2 separate regions of the Canis lupus genome follow, and region 2 is linked to region 1. The links are chromatin contacts, called in public Hi-C maps. All regions are on one chromosome and are shown on one strand. The core of a region is the stretch at or near the end of the contact, and the rest is flanking DNA. Distances in the headings are between cores, read along the strand shown.

The links. Hi-C and Micro-C count contacts between places; a contact is called where the count stands out from the background.
Region 2: a contact with region 1 is called in a Hi-C map of blood, with 2.3 times the contacts expected there. The contact joins the promoter of KCTD7 here to the promoter of TPST1 in region 1. A contact is called at or near these places in 2 of 9 Hi-C or Micro-C datasets (amygdala and blood).

The regions. Positions count from the first base shown.
Region 1 is chr6:819,213-827,140 of UU_Cfam_GSD_1.0, forward strand. TPST1 (protein-tyrosine sulfotransferase 1) reads left to right here and starts at 3,612. Exons shown (of 6, transcript XM_038538994.1): 1 at 3,612-3,761.
Region 2 is chr6:975,896-983,823 of UU_Cfam_GSD_1.0, forward strand. KCTD7 (BTB/POZ domain-containing protein KCTD7) reads left to right here and starts at 3,054. Exons shown (of 6, transcript XM_038539003.1): 1 at 3,054-3,246; 2 at 5,987-6,156. The coding sequence starts at 3,103. LOC102153374 (a long non-coding RNA gene) reads right to left here and starts at 2,532. Exons shown (of 2, transcript XR_005360498.1): 1 at 2,371-2,532; 2 at 804-2,168.

The DNA of each region.
Region 1 (7,928 bases), core at 2,362-4,861:
TGCTGCCCCAAATACCAAATCAAAAGCAACATACCCCCAAAGTAAAACTGGTGGAGGGCTGTGCTGCCTCTTTAGTTCTCCTCCAATCCTGAACATTCCTAGATGTGTTGAATAGACTCTCCTTCCAGGAGGTGAGATACTGTGGTAAGGAGTCCTTATTCACACTGGGCCAGGCCTTCCTGGGAGATGAGTCCCTGAGGCAGGAGCTGTGTGAGACTGGCCTAACTGGGCAGTGGCTTCCAGGCTGTCCCTGGGGTATCAGTGACCACTTGTCCACTTCCTCTCTTTTTTTTTTTTTTTTTGGCCTGTGGGGGCTGCCTAGGTTGTTTGGAAGAAACAAGCTCTGGGTCCTTTGAATTGCTTCATTGGAGGTGAAGCTGTCTGTGCCCTCAGGTGAGGTTATCTGAGTCTGAGTAGATCACCTGAAAGAGGTAAGGCTGGGGAGGGAAAATACATACAGCATGATCACAGTATGTATCCTGATTATGTGGTTTATTAAGTTACACAAAGCCATGTACACATCATGTGAACCAGGGGTTCATATAGCCTTGAATGGTGAGTTTTGCAGAAGAGAGTTTTTTTTTTTTTAAATTCTGAATTTGTTTTATTTTATATTTATTTTATTTATTTTTAAAATTTATTTGTTTTGTTTTATTTTTATTTTTAAAGATTTTATTTATTTATTCATGAGATACGAGAGAGAGAGAGAGAGAGAGAGAGAGAGAGAGAGAAAGGCAGAGACACAGGCAGAGGGAGAAGCAGGCTCCATGCGGGGAACCCAGCATGGAACTCTATCCCGGGACTCCAGGATCACACCCTGGGCCGAAGGCAGGCGCTAAACCGCTGAGCCACCAGAGATCCCCAATTTATTTGTTTTAGATAGAAATCAAGATACATGACAAGCTTTCACAAAGTGCCTGAGTATATAGATATAGTGAAAAATAAGTCTCTTTCCCATTCCTGTCCCCAAGTCCTTCAATTTTCCATCCAGGAATAACCACTGCTATGGTTTACTGTGCATCTTTCCAGAGATTTTTAAAAATTATTATTTAAATTCAATTACATAGTTTCAGATGTAGCAATCAATAATTTATCAGTTGCTTATCCTTCCAGAGATTATTTTTTTTTTAATCACTAGCATGTGTGTGTGAGGGTGTGTGTATTAAAAAAAATGCAAATGGGACTTTCTTCTTTTCACTTATGAGTATATTTTGGTGTCTTTTTCCTTAACATGTACTATGGGTTGGTGGTAGCTTTAGAAAGCAGAAAAAACTTTTTCCCAAATGACTCTGAGCTTTGCTTCACTTCAAGCAGGTCCTTGCTTCTGGCTCTTGGGGCCACCTAAAGCTGTCCTGCTCTGGGAGACATCCTGCTGGGGTGAAGGTGGCGCTAAACCGCTGAGCCACCCAGGCTGCCCACAATTCCCCTATTTATTTATTTATTTATTTATTTATTTATTTATTTATTTATTTATTTTTAATTTTTTAAAAATTTTTATTTATTTATGATAGTCACAGAGAGAGAGAGAGAGAGAGAGAGAGAGAGGCAGAGACACAGGCAGAGGGAGAAGCAGGCTCCATGCACCGGGAGCCCGATGTGGGATTCGATCCTGGGTCTCCAGAATCGCGCCCTGGGCCAAAGGCAGGCGCCAAACCGCTGTGCCACCCAGGGATCCCCAATTCCCCTATTTAAAGTACACATTTAATATATGCACAAAATTGGGACGCCTGGGCGGCTCAGCGGTTGAGTGCCTGTCTTTGGCTCAGGGCGTGATCCTGGAGTCCCACATCGGGCTCCTTGAAGGGAGCCTGCTTCTCCCTCTGCCTGTGTCTCTGCTTCTCTCTGTGTCTCTCATGAATAAATAAATAAAATATTTAAAAACACACACACATATATATATATACACAAAATTGTATAACCATCACACAATTTTAGGACATTTTCAACAGTTACCCCCAAAGGAAACCCTAGACCTATTAGCAGTCACTTCCCATTCTCCCCAGTCTGCTTAGCCCAAGACATTTACTAATCTACTTGCTATCTCTATGGATTTGCCTATTTTGGACATTTTATATAAAATGGACTTCTACAATATGGGGTCTTTTGTAACGATTTCACTTGGCATAATATTTTCAATATTGCAATCCACATTGTAGCATGTATCAGAACTTCATTCCTTTTTATGGCTGAATAATATTTCATCATATGGATATACCAAATTTTATTAATCAGTTGATGGACAGTTGTTTTCAGTTTATTGGCTATTATGAATAATGTTGCTATAGAGCATTCAGGTACAATTTTTTGCGTGTGTCTCACTTGAACACTACAGCAACTCTCTAAGATACATATTTTACAGATTTCATTCTGTAGATAACATTAGATAACATTCCAATATGGTTGACAGGAATTTTGAATATCTTTATTAGATTAGATCCCTGAGCCCATGCCTTTTTGCAATGTGTTCTGTCCATCAAGAAGAGGAGGTAAGGCAATCGAAGCATTTATTTGGAGGAGACATGGAGTCCACTGAAATTCAAAGTGTGCTCTGAATTTCAAGGATGCATTAGATCCAGCTTCTAAAGGCAAAAGCCACAAGGTTACATAAGTCGTTTTAACATAATTATGATTGCTGCTGGCTGAGTTTAGACTCATTAACACATAACTATTTAGCCGTCAGAGGTTAGCATTTTCTCTTTCAGTCCAAAGCAGAAGGTTAAGTGGAGAAGATGGTGGAGCTGAAACCAACAAGTTGCAATTGACAAAAGTAGAAAGTTCGATTGACGAAAGTCAAAAGTCTGAGGCGTTCCCAGAGTTGGACGAGGCCCTGCTTACTGCATTTTGAATCTCCTCTCACAGTTCATACAAGTGAGACACTCGCGTTGTCGGAAGCTGGTGTGGAGGAGTCGTCAGCGCCAACTGTTAACTTTCAGTTGGAAATTTCATCCCTCTCCCCAGCGTCGCTCGTTCCTTGGCCTTTTCTCCAGTTCTCACTTCTTTCTCTCCAGGATCAGTTCGCCTCCCCTGTGGTTGGGCCGCATCTCCCATCCCTCGCACTTCTGTGTGGGATGCAATATCGCGTGGATTCCCTCTCGGCCCCTGAGCTATTCCCAGGGAGTCTGGAACTCCTCGGCCAGAAGCGGCCGGAGAGGTGGGACTGGATGGAAGCGGCGGACGTGGGGGGGCGCCGGCTTGGAGAAGCTCCTTTTCTTGCCGCGTGCCACGGACCGCGTGGCGCACACCCCCAGCCGGGCGCGGTCGCCAGGGCAACCACCAGGCCCCGCAGGTGGCTGCCCCGGAGCCGTCGCGGGGAGCGCGCACGCGCAGGGACGCAGGCACGCCCGCCCGGCCGCGACGTCAGGTCCCTCCCGCTTGGTCCCTTAACGCCCGCTGGACCCGGGCTATTCCAAGCACCGCCCCCAGCGGGCGGGAGCTAGCGAAAGTCACCAATCAGAGGGTCCGACACATCTCCCGGCCGGGCTGGCGGCAGCCAATCGCCGCATCCGTGAGATCCCGGGCCCGCCCGGGAGGCAGGCGGCCGGCGCTGAGGCAGCGACGGCGGGAGTCGCTGCTGAGGCGGCCGCGGGCGCGGGTCGCGTTGGCGCTGCTCCGCGGGGCCGGGCCGGGCTGGCGGCCGCTGGCGCCTGGCGGTGAGGGCGGGCTCCCGGGGCGGGCGGAATGGCCCCCCCCTAGGGCAGTGGGAGAAGCGGCCGAGCGCAGGATGCTGGGGAGGCGGCGCGGCGGCTCCTCGCTCATCCCAGGTAAGGGAGACGCCGCGCTCGCTGTGGCTCGGTGGGAGCGCCGCCCCGCCCCGCCCCCGCCCCCGCCCGGCCCCGCCCGGCCCCCGCCCCGGCCCCGCCGCCTTCCCGTCGCCGTGCCCCGCCTCGGGCCCCGGCCACTCTGCCCTGGCATCCCACTGCCCCGCGTCAGCCCGGCTCGCACGTCTCCGCATCCGTCCCCGGTGGCTGGGCGGGGGGGGGGGGGGCAGTTGTCCGGCCCCGCCCCCGCCCGGCCCGCGGCTCCCGCTCGCGCACCCGCTCCTCGCCGACCCTCCCCGCCTCTCCCCAGGCCCCTCCCCCCGGCCCCCTCCCCGGGACTCGCGGCGCTGGCACCGTTTCCCGGCCTCTGCAGCCCTTCGGGGCGCCTCCCGGGGATGAGCCCCTTCCCGCCCCCGCGTCCCGCCGGGATCACAGCGGACTTTGCCCGCACGAGTGCCGGGGTTTCGTTTCCGCAGTCGCCCTCGTCCCTGCCTTCTGCTGCCCGGTCCTCCGTACCTTTAGTCTCCCCCGCAACCTCTTATGGCCCTGGGTTTTGCCCTTTTGCTCCCAGATGCGTTCGTCTGCGAACTCGACTCCTCTCCCCACTTTCATCCGTCGCACCCGAACCGTCAGCACTCTAGTGCTCTACCGGGTGCCAGATCTGTAGTTAACATCAGTCCGTCTTCCGAGGAGCTGCACGCGGAGCCCGTCGAGCCTGGCGCACAGTGGGCCGGGTGCACAGTCCGCCTCTCCTCCTCCAGATGGTGGTACAAGAGGCCCATGATCCAGAGGGATTCCACTCACTATTGGAGGAGTGATGTGGGACATGGCAGGACAGATTATTGAGCTCCAAGTGCGAGAGACGTTACATTATCAATTATTTACTCACTACGTTTATGCAGGAAGAAAACAAGTTGGCTATTTTTGTGTCAAGTATTGTTTTATATTCATTGGCTTTGTAAAGGATTCTTAGGGAGCTTCACAATATGGTTATTTCCTTACACACACACACACACACACACACACACCCCGTTTATCTCCTCTCCAAAGTAGCATTGCGTGGAAGAAGTGGTTTGGTTTTTTTTTTTTTTTTTTTTTTAAAGATTTAATTTATTTATTCACGAGACACACACACACACACACACACAGAGGCAGAGTCACACGCAGAAGGAGAAAAGCAAGCTTCGTGCAGGGAGCCCGATGTGGGACTCGATCCCAGGACCCCGGGATCACGCCCTGAGCCAAGGCAGTGGGTCATCTGCTGAGCCACCCAGGTCTCCCAGAAGAAGTGTTCACTTGTGTATCTCTCAGCTGGGGAGTCCAGCCCTGCAGGGAATTTTCATCCTTGAAGAGCCCGGGGGAATCAGGTGTAGAATTCTTGGAATCAGCTGCTGGAGGGATCAAACATGCTTGGGAGTGAAAGTTCTCACAAGTTTTGTGAGAGTGACAGAGGAGAGTATCTCTCCCTTTCCCCAACCCTCTTTCTGGCAATCAGAGGAAGCAACTACGGTCTTTTTTTTTTTTTTTTTTTTTGCAAAGAGTGAAGTAAATTTGACTTTTCAAAATCATAAAAGCTACATTACTGTCTTCAACTCATTCTTCCCACACTTGCTTTAATGGTCTACAAGCCAGGATCAAACTGTTGCTTTTCCAGAGCAGACTAGAGAAAATCATGTAAGTGACCTGGGTTGCTGCTCTAGACTTCTGGATTCTAACTTTACTCTTACCTCCTAGAATATTCTTACGTACTAAAATCTGAATGGCTTCTTAAAAGATTTTTACCATTCTCCTCCCTTCGTCCTGCTCTTGATGTTTCTTCATTGCTTATTTTGCAATCAGCAGAAAATTCACAAGAAATTGGTGGGCTTCAGCCCTGAACTCTTAAGAATCTGTCATTAAAAATGATAGTATGCCTATGCCTGTTTGATTTCTGATCTCATTTCCTTTTACCAGGGAACAAAGGGTCCTCCTTTCTAAGGCTAACATCTTTGATCTGCTCTATATTCTCATATTTTTCTCATCTTGCATACATGGTACAGTTTACACCTTCCAAAACAAAGATAAAAACCTTCCTTTGATGCTTCCCCCTTTTTTATTTTCTCTGATTAATGTAGTATTCCTTAGAGTTTCAATTTCTGTTCTTTTCTTTGTTCTCTAATTTCCTTGTGTGATTACACTTCCTATCCTAGCTTCAAATAGCACCAGTAGATTTATGGTTTTCAAAGATGTGTATTCAGTCCGCATTTTTCTTGAGTTTCAAGTTCTTTATTTTCATCACCTATTGGATAACTAAATTTGGATACTGAGTATTCCAAACTTGGCTATATTTTCTTTTCCCTTCCCTCTACTCACTGAGCCCCCTCAAGCACATACTCCTTGTCCTGTTTTAGGCCTTCACCCTAACTCTTGTTATTAGAAACCTTAGAATCCTCTTCTTTCACAGCTGGTCTCTTATTGCTCATATTGTTTCTACTTGAAATCTTTCTCTCTCTCTCTTCATTGCCAGAAGATTGGTTGAGGCTTGGGTTACATTTTTCCTGAACAGAGATGGTCATTTCCATCCCAAGCACTACTTCATTCACTTAACCCAGGCGCTACTGTAAAACCATCTGGGGAGCTTTTAAAGAATAAGGATGAGAGGGTGAAGGCTTCCATAGAGAGTTGGTTTGGTGTGGGGCCAAACCTTCTCATTTAAAAAATGCTTCCCAGGGCAGCTGGGTGGCTCAGTTGGTTCAGCAGCTGCCTTTCATTCAGGTCACGATCTTGGGGTCCTAGGATTGAGTTCCATGTCGGGCTCCCTGGTTAGTGCATTCTCTCTCTCAAATAAATGTATACATACATACAATTTTTATTTATTTTATTTTATTTTTAAAAAAATGTTTTATTTATTTATTTGAGAGAGAGAGAGAGGCAGAGACACAGGCAGAGGGAGAAGCAGGCTCCATGTAGGGAGCCCGACATCGGACTCAATCCTGGGTCTCCAGGATCACACCCCAGGCTGTAGGCGGTGCCAAACCGCTGCGCCACCAGGGCTGCCCACATACATACAATTTTTAAAATTAAAACATTGCTTTTTATGTGAGCTCAGGCTGAGAACTGGGCTGAGAGCTTGAAGAGGGAATGATAGAACCCTGAGAAATTACAGTATTTAACTCGTGAAAATTAGGATAAATGTCATTTTTCTTGGCATCATTAGTTGCTTACTTTCCTGGCACTTGGTACATGTACCATTAAAGTACATACCATTTTATTTAAATGATTTCTCGTGCACCTATTTTTGTCATGACAAGGAGTTTCTTGAGATCTAAGATCATGCCTACTGTTTTTTCTACACTACTCATGACGCTACTGACATCACATATGTGGGCTTTTCCCTTACGTTCTCCAACTCTCCAGACCCCTACTGGGTGTCCTACGAGTTAACCTAATTATGACACCACCTACCTGGAGTTTGTGCAGTCTCCACGGTGGAGAACTTAGCCCCTGCCCACCTCCTGTACCCCCCACTGCTACGCTAGTTGCAAGTCCCATGTTGTGACCTGCACTTTTGACCAGCTGACTGTAAATTGGGGCTTCCTACAATCCCCTCTTCCGATCAATAATTTGCTGTAATGGCTCACAGGACTCCAGAAAGCTCTTTACTTAACCATTACTTGCTTATTATAAAGGGTATAATTCAGGAACAGCAAATGGAAGAGATGCATAGGGCAAGGTATGTAGTAAGGGGCATAGAGCTTCCATGAGCTTCTGTGCTTTTCCTTGGGGGCACCATCCTCCCGACACCTTCATGTGTTCACCAACCCAGAAGCTTCTGATTCCCTTCAGTTAGGGTGTTATGGAGGCTTCGTTATGTAGGCATAATCATTGGTTGATTGTGATAAACTCAATCTGCACCTCTTTTCCCCATCTTGAGGTCAGAGGTTGGTTCTTATGGCAACCACCCCTCATTCTCCAAGATATGGTTGAAAGGGGCTTATTATGAGTAACAAAAGATGCTCTTCTTACCCCATCAAGAAAATTCTAAAGGTTTTAGCTCTGTGCCAGGAGCCAGGAATGAAGACTGGATATATATTCTATAATAATTATATCACAGTGTTGTAATATGTTATTTATCTTTTTATCACTGCCTTGTACAGTACTTAGTATATTTAAAAACGATAAAAATTAGTT
Region 2 (7,928 bases), core at 1,804-4,303, 160 kb after region 1:
GACATTAAAATAAGGTTCATAGCAGCATTGATTGTCATAACACAACACTAGAAAAAAACTATTCATCAATAGTGGTATGGATAACACTGCATTTACTTAAAGTCTAAAAACAGGGGCACTTAGTTGACTTAGTTGGCTAAGTGTCCGACTCTTGGTTTTGGCTCGGGTCATGATCTCAACATTGTAGAATCAAGCCCAGGGTCAGACTCCAAGCTCAGAGGGGAGCCTGCTTCAGATTCTCTCTCTCCTTCTCCCTCTGCCCCTCCCTCTGCTCTCTGTTTCTTTAAAATAAGTAAATCTTAAAATCTAAAAAGAGCTAAAATCAAATTGCATTGCTTAGGAGATGCAGAAAAGGGTGGTTAAGCTTGGAAAACAAGTAAATGATTGTCAGAAAAGTGAGGATGCTGGTGACCTCTGAGAGAATGGAGGCTGTCTTCATCAGGGAGGACCCTTGGAGAATGTAGGGGCTTGTAATGTTCTGTTTTTGTTTTGTTTTGTTTTTTAGGTTATTTATCTATTTATTCATGAGACACACAGACATAGGCAGAGGGAGAAGCAGGCTTCATGCAAGGAGCCTGATGTGGGACTCGATCCCAGAACCCCGGGATCACGCCCTGAGCTGAAGGCTGACACTCAACCACTGAGCTACCCAGGTGTCCCAATGTTCTAGTTCTTGATTGAGTGGTAGTATTATGGGTATTTCCTTTATAATTTTTCTTCAAGCCATTTTCTTCAAACCATTTCTACATAAATGGTTTTGCACTTTTCCGTGTTATATAACCTGATTAAAGAGAAAACATGCATGGAGTGATACATATACTGTATTTAGGAGGGTAAAATGAGATTAGGGAGGTGTGTACAGATACAATTGTGTTTCTAATATTGTGTTACATGTGTTTCATTAGCTCCCAAGCTAAGTACATGGGTTTTCAATTATTATTGTCCATAATTTTTGATAAGCCTAAAATATTTAAATCAAAATTAAAACTAAGAAGGCAATATGGAAAAGAAGCTGGATGCTTTCGGTTCTGTTTTCATTTCCTTTATGGTTGTTATTCAATAAACTAGAAACAAGAGAGAAAATTCAGTAGTTAAATCAGTACTTTAAAGATTTGCCAGCATTCAGAAGTTCTTTTCTTCAAGGATACATGGAGAATAGAATCCAGTTACTAATCTCAGGGTTTGATCTCAGGCCTGTTTGGTTTAGTTTTGGAGAAGTGATCTCAGGATATAACTGCCTGTGTTCTGAGAGCAGCCCCCACCTCTGCACGAGAGTATCTGCTACTCATCCCATGGCTCTCTCAAAGGCTCACAGACCCTTCCCTGCAACCCTCATGTGAGATGGCCTGGAAGTCATTCCACTGTTGGGTGGAGATAGCTGCTGCCAGCAAACTACCCTGCTTTCCCAGAAAGCCTGTTCCAACCTCTTCCTACTCATTCAGCAAGTCCTCATTCCAGGCTGCTGACCTTGGATTTTCCCTCGCTGTGTAAACAAATAACTGGGAAACTACATGAGTGAAGGAAATCCTTAGCAGGAATGGAAAATGCAAACTCTGGCACATTGAGAATGCAATGTAAAAACTGGTTGCATATGGATTTCACGATCTCCTGAGCCTCTGGGCTCCCTGCTCAGCCTTTCTTTAAGGAGTCAGAATAACCGTGTCCCTGATTGCCCTTGGTTCTGTGGTTTTCTCATATGGATTCCTAGGGGAGGAGAGGCCATCGGTCCCTAGTGGATAAATGGAAGGAAGCTGGTCCAGGTAACTGCTTGTTCAGTTGAGTTAGTGAATCAACCCAGGATCTGCTCAGACTTTATATACCATAATGAAATTCTTATTATTTTGGTTGCAATTTCTGTTACAGCTGAAACATCCTAATTGTCATAGGATGGAAAGAGGAAATTTTGTTACATATTGTTGACAACTGGGAGCAGGTAGTGATAGATAAGGGGAACCTCTAGGGGCCCTGTTTGGGGTAGTGCTACCCGAAGAGAGGTTCATGGGCCTGCGGCTAGTTAGGACGGCCGCGGGGGGGGCTCGCTCCAGACCGAGTGGGGCTCCGGACGGAGGACTGCGAGTTCGACGGGGTCCCGCTCCGGTGGCTGTGATGCACAGAGGTGGGTCCAGCAGGGGAGGTGCCCACCTTCACCATCCGTCACGGCAGGACCGCTGAGGAGCCGGGGTGAAGCGGTTTGAAGGAGCTCGATGCTGGACCCCTGGCGGAGCCCCAGCTGCGCACGCGGCGCCCGAGGTGCGGACGGGCGGGCGGGCGGGCGGACGGGCGGCGGACGGACAGACGGGCGGGCGGGCGGCGGCGAGCATCCGCGGCCCGGCGCGCGGGTGGACAGTGGACACGCACTGTCTTGCTTACCGGACCGCGGTCGCTCCCAGGAGCTTTGTTTCCAGGTTCCTGCTTGAGTCGGGAAGGGCCGGACGCCCGGCGGCCCCGGCGGCCCCGGCGCAGCGCGGCCTCTGCTCTCGCACCGCCCCGGCGACCTCGGCCGCGGTCCTCGGCTGTCCTCCCGCGCCTCCGTCGGGCGACCCAGGACCCGCACCGCCGCCGCAGCTCCCCCGGCCTCCCCCGGCCTGCGGGCGGACCCACGCCGAGACGGCGAGCCCCGCCTCCCCTCAGCTCGGGAGGCGTCGACCCCGCGGCGGGAAGCCCCCTCCGAGCCGACGGGCGGGGCCCGCGTACGGGCGACGGCGGGCGAGAGACGGCGGGGGGAGGGCGTCCGCTGCCCGGCGACCAATCAGAGCAGGGCAGCGGGCAGGCCCGCCTCCCAGTGGCTGCTCAGGCGCTGCCTGCTCCTGGAGTGGACGAGCTGCCTGCCCATCGGGGCGGGGCACGCGGAGCCTCGGCCAATAGCGGCAGGCGGCCGGGTCGGGCCGGCGGCCCTGCGGTGCGCGCGCTGCTCGGCGAGCCCGCTGGCGCTGAGGGAGCCGCCGCCCTCCCGCCGCCGCGCTGCGCCCTGGGCCCCGCGGCCCGCCCGGCGGCCGCGCCGCGTCATGCTGGGGGCTGCTCGGCGCTAGTGCCCGGGCCGCCGCCGCCGCCCGCCGCCGCCGCCGCCGCCCGCAGCCGCGCCCACTGCCCGGAGCCAGAGGGATGGTGGTAGTCACGGGGCGGGAGCCAGACAGCCGTCGTCCGGACGGTGCCATGTCCAGCTCCGACGCCGAGGACGACTTCCTGGAGCCGGCCACCCCCACGGCCACGCAGGCGGGCCACGCGCTGCCCCTGCTGCCCCAGGAGGTACTGCGGGGGGCGCCGGGGCGTCGGGGGGCGCCCGGGAGCAGCTGCTGCGCGGCAGGGCTGACCCCGGGCTGCGAGCGGTGCGGACGCTGCGGTCAGCCCGCGGCCCGTCCCCGCCCACCCGGCGTGCCGCCTCGCCCGGGCGCACAGCGGCCCGCCACCCCCGCCCCGCCCCGCCCCGCCCCCCCCCTCCGCCCAGGTCCACCGGCCGCGGGGCTGCCGCGCTCCCACTGCTCGCTCCGGCCCTGACGACGACGAGGGAGGGTGGCGGTGGGAGGGGACCTCGGAGCCCCCAGAGGGAGTGTCTTCCGGGAAATGCAGTCTCCAGCTGCCCCTGCCCCGACCGTGGGGGTTAGGGACTCTGCAGAGGAGGAGCGGGCCGGTGGGTGCACGTGTCCACGCGCACCTGACTGCTCCGTGGTTTCCCTCTGCAGCCGCTGTGCTGTGCTGTGCTGCGCCCACCGGGCTTGACGCGTATGGCAGGATCGTATTTAGGGCCGAAGTGGCCATGAGGAGGGAGGTGGAGCCCTCCTGGGCCCCGAAGGAGGAGGCTAGGAGGTAGGAGGCAGGAGCTAAGGTAGTGCTGGACGTGGGGCCTGTGATGTGTGCAGCCCTAGAAGGGGCAGCCTCAGGGGGCACGGGGGTGGGGGGGGATTGGAAGCCTATACTCTCAACATCATGAAACACTTGTGACAATGAGCAAAACCCTAGAAGTACTCTTTGCAGCTGGGGGAGGGGGGAAAGCCTAGGAACGCTGTGGTGCTTATTTTTTGTGCACTGTCACTGGAGAAACAATGTGGCTTGAAAGAAAGTGCAGGACCCAGAGACCATAGGCCTGTTCCCCCATAGATACATTGTTGCATGGGAGACCTAAAGCTGTTTGACTGCTTTTTCCTGTGTGCCTCCGTCGTTTCAGCTCTACTATGGAGCAAACTCTTGGATTGATATGAGGTGTCCTTGAAAAAGGTGTAAAGAGCCCCAGAAATGTAAAGTATTATTATCCCAAAATAATATTTGAGTCCTTGGTATGCATATACAGTAGTTTTAGAGGAGCTATAGAGTAAGTAGAAGGTATTTGCTGTCCTTTGGTTGCAGAAGAGTAACAGTGTGTACATACACAAGAACTGTACATACTTTTTTTTTATTCATTTATTCACTCATTCATTCAAGGCATACTTGAGTCTTTACTGTGGGAGCCAGGCACTGCATCAGGCTCTGAGTAGCTTTGATTTAATGTATTTATATCCTACTTTATTTCACAAAGAATTTGAAAGCTCATAGTACTTTACTTATATATGGAATCTAAAAGACAAAAAAAAAAAAAAAAAAGCACAAATAGACTCATAAATACAGAGACCAAACCAGTGATTACAAGAGGGGAGGGAAGGTGAAGGTATGGGCAAAATGAGTGAAGGGAAGCAGGACGTATTGGCTTCCAGTAACGGAATGAAAAGGTCACTAGGATAAAAGGTACAGCACAGGGAGCACAGTCCATGATACCATAATAGCGATGTGTCGTGGCAGGTGGCACCTGCACTTGTGGTCAGCATACTATAAGGTGTAGGCCCGTCAAATCACTGTGTCTATACCCAAAACTAATGTGACATTGTATGTCAACTATACTGCAAAGCTAGGGGAAAGGACTATCTAGATAAATATACACTGGAGCCTGAGAGATGTTGTAATACTGAAAAGTGTGCACTAGTATAAAATTGTAGTTAATCTGGAGGTTTGTGGGAAAATTAGAGAGAACTGGCTTCATTTCTTTTAAAAACACAAGCAGTGAAAGATATTCCCACCTCTTACCCCCATACCCCTAAAAAAGGTCCTGAGCACTTGAGAGAACCCAGAGCTTCTCTGGGCCAGTCTCTACCATCATTCCCTGTTCCTCCCCCTGCCTTTGCCTCCAGAACCTTAGCTGGGCTGGGGCCTGATCTCACTCTACAGATTAAGTAGGAGAGAAGTGATGAGGTACAGAGAATGTAGAGTGGATGCCTGGAATGATTCCACAAACATCGATGAGCTCTGCTGTGGGTGACCTTGTGATTAGTGAATAAAACGTGTCCCTGCCCTCAGGAACCTTGGCGTCTAGAAGGGTGGGCTGACAGGAGTAAATAACTGCCAGTGTATCATGCTAGGAACTATAATAGAGGAGAGCGTGGCACATAGTGAGGGCACATGGAGGGACTATTTAGTTAACTCTGTGTTGGGGGCAGGTGAGGGACAAAAGAGCCTAAGTGTTCACAGAATCAGGGAATAGAATGAGTGGATGCTGCTGACCTATATGGTGCCTTGGTGTGCAATAGAGAAGGGGCACACAGCTGATCTAGCAGACCACTCACAGACGGGTGCCCTGTGCAGTGAGCAACGCACACCGCATACATCTATGGCAGTTGCATTTGCTAGATGGACAGAGGGAGAGTGGGAAGAATGTTCTGGACAGAGAAGACAGCATAAGCAAGGGCATAAAAATGGTTAAGTTCATTCTAGAGAAGAGACAGTAGGAACTGGCATGGGGAGGCCTGATTTAATGGCTATCAGAGGGACAGTGGGGTGGACTTGGCAACTGAAGGGTGTAGGGAAAGGGAGGAGAGAGAAGAGCATTCAGAGAGACTCCCAGATTGTAGCCTTGGGTGCCCGGATGGTGCAGCACTAATGAGACCCAAGGAGACGGCCGACAGAGCAGCCCCTGCTCTCATTCCCCAGTGCCGGGCTGAAAGCACTGGTGGTTCCTTTCCAGTTTCCTGAGGTTGTCCCCCTTAACATTGGAGGGGCTCACTTCACCACACGCCTATCTACCCTGCGGCGCTATGAAGACACCATGCTGGCGGCCATGTTCAGCGGGCGGCATTACATCCCTACCGACGCCGAGGGCCGGTACTTCATTGACCGGGATGGCACCCACTTTGGGTATGTTTCTCCCTCTGTGATCAGTTTTGTAGTCCTAGGGAGTAAGTGTCATGGGCTTCAGTTTGGGGCTTTGGTGTCTTCTATAATACCTAGGAGAGGAGATAACAAATGTACAGATGCAATTTAGTAAATGTGCTTATTGAGTGGGATCAGAAGTCATAGTTTCTTTCCCAGAGAGGACAAGCAATCCCAGGTGACACATACTGGCTGGATGTGATGAAACTGCTGCTGTCCTATGAAATTGAAGACCAGGACGTTGTCATCTGTGTGGAATAGGTGTGATCCCACCTAGAGGTGGGGGAGTTCCAAAACAACCTCTTGGGGAATATCATCAGATTCAAGTTCTGGGGCTCCATGTTGCCGTTAGGGAGGGATGTGGAGTGTGACAGTGGTTCTCAGACCTCCTTCAATAGTTTAAAATGCATGAACAAAAATGGTGAGGGAAGGGCCAATATATGATTGCCATTTTTTAATTTTGCCAAGAAAAGTCTTTTTAAAAAAGCACCTTCAATTGTGACTGTCATTTTAACACTAAAACATAGAGAAAATAGCCTTTCCCAAGAAAGGACTTCTGATACCTTACACATAAGCAATGTAAAGATTTGTTTTTAGTTTCCTTATTTGTGAAATGAGAAATAATTATAGTTGCCTCACAGGCCTGCCATGCCAATTACATAAGGAGCCTTGGTATGACCCCTGGCCAGGTCCTTCCAGAGCATGTGGCTAAAGCTCTTTGCATCTTCGGCCTAACTTTGGAGATGACCAGAGAACTCGCATGGTTCTTGACCTTCAACAAATTGACTAGGGGGGTGGGGGGTGGGAGTGCAGAAATGAGATCTCCAACCACTGCTCCTCTATCACTCCTCCGAGTAGGATTGCCCACACTGGGAAGAAGGTCATTTTTATCCACAGAAAGGAATCTCTGGTCAAACAATTTACTTTGAACTATCTGGGTGTCCCCATTGGGCTGTTAGCTGCCTCCAATGCTGAGAAAACAAAGTGTCACATCATTCTGCAGAGCTATAAAAAGATTTTTGTTTGCAGGCTCTTTTGGAGAAGAAAGTACTGGCCCCAGCTGGCAGCTCCCACAGCACACTCTTAGCTGGGCCTTGCCCCGGGGTTATGTTTTTCGGAGCAGACCAAGGTTTGCTTAAGATCCTAGAGGACTGATTTGGAAAGGGGTTGTGGGGAGAGGGAACAGAGTTTGGCTCTAGGTTGATGCGCCCATGCCACATGGCCATAGCTGGAGAGGGTCAGAGACAGGCAAGGGTGTGGCAGAAAGCAGGATAAATGGCATTTATCCTCAGGCTGTTGGACTCCTATGGCCTATGATTCATCATCAGATGAAGTTGCTTAAAGACTCAGATAAAATAAAGTAGGGGTTTAAGGCATTTGGTCAGGTACATTTCTCTGCTGGTACACTTTATATGCCGCCAGCACCTATGATGAAGTCTGATTGGGCTGCCACCTGGGACAGTTTCCCATTGTGATCAGTGAATAGCACTTTGCACTAGAGTCTGGACCACTGTGGGTATGGGCTTGGAGTCAATTATGTTTGCATCTGGGCTTCTGCTAGCTGTGGCTCCTTGAGTAAGGGTATTCCTTAACCTGAGCCCCTCTTTTTCTTCATTTATAAAATGGACCTAAAATGGCACTTAACCCACAATGTATTAAAGGGATTAAATGGAACAACACATGAATAGTGGCTGACACAGATTAGTAGTTAGTAAGTGTTAGCTGGTGTTACGTCATGGTTATAGACTAACTACTTA